Regions from separate parts of the Mus musculus genome. Here region 2 is linked to region 1. A link is a contact called in public Hi-C data. All regions are on one chromosome and are shown on one strand. The core of a region is the stretch at or near the end of the contact, and the rest is flanking DNA. Distances in the headings are between cores, read along the strand shown. Region 1 overlaps Ints6 (integrator complex subunit 6). Region 2 overlaps Wdfy2 (WD repeat and FYVE domain containing 2).

What was found. Hi-C and Micro-C count contacts between places; a contact is called where the count stands out from the background.
Region 2: a Hi-C map of bone marrow-derived macrophages shows a contact between it and region 1, with 2.5 times the contacts expected there. The contact joins two enhancer-like sites. A contact is called at or near these places in 1 of 15 datasets of contacts at CTCF or cohesin (CD8 T cells), 1 of 484 Hi-C or Micro-C datasets (bone marrow-derived macrophages) and 6 of 115 datasets of contacts at active chromatin or transcription factors (the SCID.adh cell line, effector CD8 T cells, embryonic fibroblasts and 3 more).

What each region holds. Positions count from the first base shown.
Region 1 is chr14:62,736,796-62,740,242 of GRCm38.p6, reverse strand. The region is part of intron 4 of Ints6 (integrator complex subunit 6); the gene reads left to right. Among named protein-coding and RNA genes, the nearest start is that of 4931440J10Rik, 22 kb to the left of the region's middle. Within about 2 kb of position 2,157, at least 5 of the 459 cell types and tissues checked have an H3K27ac peak or open chromatin away from gene starts, as enhancers often do. A contact at or near this core is called in bone marrow-derived macrophages, where this site is marked.
Region 2 is chr14:62,877,785-62,881,342 of GRCm38.p6, reverse strand. The region is part of intron 1 of Wdfy2 (WD repeat and FYVE domain containing 2); the gene reads right to left. Among named protein-coding and RNA genes, the nearest start is that of Mir6541, 14 kb to the right of the region's middle. Within about 2 kb of position 1,647, at least 239 of the 459 cell types and tissues checked have an H3K27ac peak or open chromatin away from gene starts, as enhancers often do. A contact at or near this core is called in bone marrow-derived macrophages, where this site is marked.

The DNA of each region.
Region 1 (3,447 bases), core at 908-3,407:
CCCCCCCCCCCCTTTCTTTCTTCTTCCTTTCTTTTTTCTTCTCTTTTCCTCCTCCTCCTCCTCCTCCTTTTGTGGTTTTTCAAGACAGGGTTTTTCCGTGTGGTCATGGCTGTCCTGGAACTCACTCTGTAGACCAGGCTGACCTCGAACTCAGAGATCCGCCTGCCTCTGCCTCCCGAGTGCTGGGATTAAAGGCTTGTGTCATCACTGCCCAGCTTGAATTATTTTCCTGTTTTAGCTTTCTGTGCCAGTATGATATAGATAATTCTGTTCTTAATTTGTTTAGTCTCCTTGAATAACTACTAAGCTAAGCATTTCTAGGCAATGAGTATGTAACAGGATAAGTTTTTGGTGTTCTGTTTCATGACAGTTTTTTAAGTTCATGTTTTTTGAGTGAGAGAAATGGTGATTTTTAAGTATAAGCACTGAAAGGGTAAACTCATCCCATCTCATAGACACTGCTTCCTCTCAAGCAGTTGGCAAATTCTTTGTAACATATACAATCTAGTTTGATCTAAAGATCTTAGGAAAACCACGGACTGTGTATGGGTTACTGCATACATTTGTGAAGTTTATAAAACGGCCCAGTGTTCAACTGTTTTGAATATAGAAAAAAGTTAGTTGAAATATTTAGAGCCATATTATACCTTGGCCTGAGTATGTTCAGGCCCAATTTTTTTTAGCAATGTGTTTGTCAAAGGGATAATAAAACTGTTCTGCACTCTGTGCACTTAGCAATATGTTGAGGTAGGAGAGAAGACTGTTTTGTACCGTGGATGAAAATCTTGTGCTATATGTGATCATCTTACATTAATTAATTAAATGAAACAGAACTTAAGTTATTGCTTGAGGTAACATGAATATTGTCCTGGACCTTTGATGACTTTTAGATTGGAAGCATTGTTCTGGCCTTTTGTGTGTGTTTGTGTGTGTATGTTATATAGCCATTTAGTCAAACTGATTGTCTCCAGTATTCTCACTTAAGGGAAATGGGCTATTTATAGATTTGAATTCTGAAATACAAAGGACACTATTTTTCTTGATTCTATAGTTCTTATTTTATGATGTTGATAAATATGTGGCCAAATACTTATAATGCTAACCATATCAGCATTCTTTGTGTCTCAAATGTTTTGATAAAATTACCAAATTATAATTAGAGTTGTTTTATTTACTTAAGTTTTAGAGATAGTGTCTCTCTTTGAAGCCAAGTTCACCTTGAACTCATGGAGCCTAGGCTGGCTTCAAATTTGGGGAAGCTCTTCTCAGCTTCAGCTTCCCTGAACTGAAGTGAAAGTGAGCCATCACCGTGCTTTGCTGAAAACTTGTTTCTTTTTATTTTTTGCAAAGATTCTCTGGAGTCCAGAGCTGCAGTGGGAATGTGTTTTGAACTTATTTCAGAAGTACATTACCAAGTGCATTGTTCAGTAAGGCAGCAGAAAAAAATTCTGCTGAAACACTTCACTGTAGTGAAACCATTATTTTGTTCATTCCCAAAGGTGCTAACACTAGTATTCTATTTCAAATATTGATATTTCTATGTATAGATGAATCTGTTGGCATATTTGTATTGTGATTGCCACGAAGGTAATGTTTTTGAGAAGGCATTTGTTGTCAAAATTAACCATTGGCTCTGCAATACTAGCTAGGTTTTTAAGGCCAAGCTGGACAATTACATTTTCTTTTTCAAATTAATTACTTTATTTTGTATACAGTATTCTGCCTACATGTATGCCTTCAAGGCAGAAGAGGGTATGGATGGTTATGAGCTACCATGTGGTTGCTGGGAATTGAACTCAGGACCTCTGGAAGAACAGCTAGTGCTCTTAACCGCTAAGCCATCTCTTCAGCACCCTCCCCCTTTTTAAGATTTATTTATTTTATACATATACTGTCACTGTCTTCAGATACACCAGAAGACAGCATCAGATCCCATTACAGATGTGGTTGCTGGGAATTGAATTAAGAACCTCTGGAAGAACAGTCAGTGCTCTTAACCAGAGCCATCTCTCCAGCTGCCACCCATAACTACTTTTATAACTTTCTGGAGAGATGTTCACTTAAGACACTTGTATAGAAAAGTGTCAGCAGTCTCAGCTTATGGGTTCAGTTGCTCTTATAGTCTGACTCATCAGTTTTGAAAGTTGGCACAAAAGGTCATCAAGCTTTGAGTTTCTGGATTTGGTAGCAGCAGTTTGTGTTTTTCTGGATCATTCTATACACTACACACTGAAGATGGTTTTACTTTACTTGACAGTTGTGTGTCATCACACATTTGCCTTCTTAATGATTCAAAAGTAATATAGATTCTCATATCTGAAGTGATTGAGAAACTGTTTCTTCACTCCCCAAAATGTTCTTATTCACTGAACACAAAAATGTTTGTCAAAGGTTACTATAACTATTTTACAGATAAAGACTTAAATATGCATTTAGAGTGGGTTCCCTACTCTCTGGGATACTTAGAACGCCAGACAACATTCTTTGTTTTAAAAAAGAGTGAAAGAAATCTTGAGGAATTTCATGGTGTGATAGGTTTCTGAGTATTGTGTTATCCTGTATGTAGTAACGTCTTCATATTGGCATTAATGGAACCTGGTAACTTTTAAGGAGTCATATCTTTTCTGTGATGAAATATTTAGATTTATACTTTGTATGTTACTTCTACTAAGTCAGTTTTGTAAGAACACCTAAGAGAATTTTTCAATATATATAGATCACCTATATTTTATTTTTCTATCTATATTTTTGCCTCTATTGTTTGTACTTATAGTTAATAGTTTCTTGAAAATGCATATTTATAAAGTTTGACACAATTCCTTACAGTGCATATTCAGCAGTTCACGTATATATTACTGCTGAAAATAGTAAACTATTTTCAATATGTAATAAGAATAACCCCTAAGAGAAGCTTCTAGACAAACAATTAATAGAAATGTTGCTTCTTAGCCTAATGAAAGTGGCCTGGCAGCCCTTTGTTTGTGGTAAGGTACATCTAAATAGTTTTTATTCAGAGCATGTGCTGTGTTGGTCTTGTGGGCCAAGTCTCACCTAGAGACATCTCTGTCACTGCTCGTAGCCTTCCATACATAGACTGCTGTTATTCTTACTGTTATGCTAAGCTTTTACATAGCTGCATTAGAATCATGAAGTAAGTTTATAAAATATACAGGTCTCAGGTCTTATTATGGATCTGTTACTTTAGCTTGGAAATGGAGAAGTCTGTATTTTGTTAAACATGTTCCAATTGATTTTGATGAGATGAACAGTCAGATTTCAAAACACAAACTAATTATATAGATACTTTTTTTTTTTACATAAAAGCATGTGGAAATACCTTAATAAACAGAATAAAAAATGTTTTTAACTTAACGCTAGCCTAGATATTCTAAGATATAAGTAATTCTTGATCTTTACAGTTGTCATACTTGGGATCCTCTCCAAGGT
Region 2 (3,558 bases), core at 398-2,897, 140 kb before region 1:
AAAGGGGGGGGTAAAATAACTGGGGGTTTTGCTGAGTGGCAGAACACTGTCTAACTTGTACAATCCCTCTCCAGATCCCCAGTGAAGGGTTAATAACTAAAACAAGGAACTTGAGACAGCAGAGAAGGACTCCACACAGGGATAGGAGCACCTGCCTGAGAAGACAGCCAACATCCAGGACATCTGCTGAACCCATTTAGCCTTGGACCTATAAGGGACACATCCACTGATAAAACTTCCCCCGCAAAAGTTCCCCCTTCTGTCCTATAAAGCCGCAAGCCCCTGTACCTGAGCCATAGACCCCACTACCACGGAGAGACCGGCGCTCTTCATCTGTTCTGCTGAGGTTGGTTTACTCTTCCTTTTATTTCCATGTTGCCTTGATCAATCCCAATCTAACAGAGCAAGAGGGTGAGGAAGAGGGGTAGGGAGAGAGCAAGCCAAGGGTCTGAAACCACAAGGATGGTGTTGGTTTTTAGCAGTTGGGAAGTGTTTCATCAGCCCTGGATGCTGGCTGGCTGTGGGTATCTGTGAGCAGTGGCGCTTTTCACTAGTAAGTGATATTTCTATGGAAGGCAGTGTTTACCTTGGACAGTTCAATCTGGGCTGTCCACCTACCTGGTATTCATTGTGAGGTGTGAGCTGGGCTGAACAGTGCTGAGATCAGTAAGTAAGAAAGAGAAGGCTGCTGTGCGGCCCCCTGAATAGCATCAACTGTTCACCTAGCCAAGGGGTATGGAAGAAAACCACAGGGTAGGTCACTGAAGAGCACACAGAATGTGCCCTGATTTGAGATCTAGAAAGTCAGGGCACTGTCAACAACATGCTTAAGAACTACGCCAAATTCACAGTAACCACACAATGAAATACTATCTTCAGAGCTCTTTTTTTTTTTTCCTGAGGAGGAAAAAGGAGGGCTAAGGGTGTCAACAAACATTGTACCACAGGTTGCTAAGCTACTGGAAAAAAATGGTCTATCCATGTTGAAATCTAGGCTTTAAAAAATGTGCCTGAGAATGAAGCAACCTTCATTAGTTACCATGGCAACGAGCCTCATTTCCCTGAGGACAATTGTTTTTGTATCACTGAAGTAACTTGGGGTGAGGGGTAGAGAACAAATTCCATTGTGTGTGGTAGATCTGGATTTCTAGGGAATGCCTCTCCAATAGATTAGTCACTGCAGCAGCAATACTCGGGCCAGGAACCTCCCCCTAGCAATCTGCTAGTAGGGAAAGTTTAAGCAATGGGATGTCAGGCAATGCCTTCTGGTAGTTTTTATAGTAATTTGTTTAAGGGATACAAAATGTTTCAAATGAAAAGGACAACTACAGAGATTCTGAGAAAGTGTAGGTGAAAGATTAAAGAAGAAAGCTCTCTCTTTGCTTAGTAGATTTCTGACCACCATGCCATTCCTAAGGGCACATTCAGCTCACACAGCAAATAAACTAAATCCGATCTTCATCAATGCCCAATATATTTTTGGTGCCCAGAAGCTTCCAGAGCATAAAGGCAGTTCAAGTTGGTGCCACTCAGTCCCTGGTCCCTTCTTCCACACAGTTCAATGCTTCTAATCAAGAAGCTTACTATAAAAGATTCACACACAGCTTTGCTGACTCACAGACACCGGAATGTTCTCAGATGCAGCAACTCTCTCTCACGGGCCCCATCTGTTGGTGGCTGAAGAAAACATGTAGTGCGCTACAGCCCAGCAGGCATCCCCGGCTTGAGTGGAATTACTTACTGCTCAGCAAACATTATCAGCCTTTGAAGTCACACAGGAGCCAGGGAGGTGTACACATGACAGCCACCTCCCCTGGGCATTTTAACCACCTGAGGCATGTCTCTCTTCCTCCAAAGTAAAAAGGTTCTGGGAGAAGCTTAACAGTTTACGTTGGTTACAAAAAAACACATGCAAGTGGCATGGTTGTCAGCTTTGAAAGTACTTTTAAATGGATAAAACAGACCCTAAAAATGAAGATAAGGGGACCCATATGACAAGTGCACACACGAGGAAGACAACCGCACTCATGCAATGAGGTTTAGGGTTCCTACAGGAAGTGCCATGATGGGAGTAGGAATAAACCCTTGGTCCAGCTCTGCTAACTGGGTCACTGTGAGCATGCCCAGTGCTGCTGAGTTTCCCTGCCACCCTGACTGTAAACTGGAATGGTGCTGTGGACAAGTAGATACAGGCTAAGACTTTTTCTAGCTCCAGTTTTTGGGCAATATCGTAAGTAGATTTTTTTTTCCTGTTTCTACTGTGTGCTGTTTTAATGTGAGCAAGTACTAGAACACAGAAGCAGGTTCTCTGGCCAGAGTCCTGGATGTCAGTCAGGGCCCTGGAGGAAGCCTCGTGGGCTTTACTGAGTAGCCGTGGTAGTAAGCAGTAGCCACGTCTACAAACTGCCCCTGTGCTGTGATCTAGCCTTTATGTGGTCTGTTCCTTCAAGCTGTGATCTGACTTTAGTGGTGGGTGTGACCCTCACTGCTTTGGGCTTCTGGCTTCTGGGACACCCTCCTACTTGTGGTGTTTCTGCATATTACTTCTCTTTGAAGAACCCCCATTTGAGGCCTTTGGGGCTCCTCAGGCAAAGTGAAGCTCCAGGATCACCCTGCACCTTGCACAAGTCTCCGTGAGGACATGGTATCAGCTGCCAGCACTGATCAGCAAGGCTGTCCACCTGGCAGACAAGGAGCCCTCTGACAACTCTGCAAATTTTTCTTGAGTATTTTTATATTTAATTCTTAAATATATGTCTGGATTTACATGTTATAATACTGATATTTTTACCACATACAGTATTTAACACAGGGAACTTGCTTTCAAAAGGTTAAGTGAATATATAAAAGGAAAAGAAAAACAAAAAATAAAGAGGAAATAAACGTATTTTGATACAGTGAGGAGCAGGAGTGCTGTGACAGGGATCAGAGGCCGGCAGAGTCCTGGATATTAGCCGTGTCATCTGTCCTCTCAGGAACCCTCACAGCAAAAGAAAGAGTGGAAACCTTGGCCCTAAGAGAGCCACTTGTGCTTATCAGCACCGCCCAGAGGGAAAGCTCTGACATCATGAAGGGAGGAAAGGTCTATATTTAAATATTGTCCCTGGTTCCACCCAGTCAGGAGAATGGTCTGTTTTATCATGCCAGTATATTCCTGTTACCTGGGACAGTGGCAGGCATGGAATGAAGGCTCCAGAGGAGCTTCATGGAACACTGCGCAGCAAGAAAATCGACTCAGAGTGTCCTGGCTGTCAGTGCCCCAGATCTGCACGTGGAGCCAACTGCTCTCAGGTTCTTTCTGATGATGAAAATGTTCCGGAAGGAAATGGTGCTGCTGCCTTTACAATGCTGGTTATCTATGTAAAGTCACCTAAAACATACACTTAAAACTGCAGGTGGGTATGTGTGGTAAAAAATAAAAACAAATAAGTAAATGGCATACAGCTGTAATCCCTGCACTCAGGAAGTAGAGGCAGGAGGATCACTGTAAGTCCACAGCCAGCTTGATCTATGTACAAAACTGCAGGCCAGCTAGAGAGATCCTGTCTTTAAAAAACC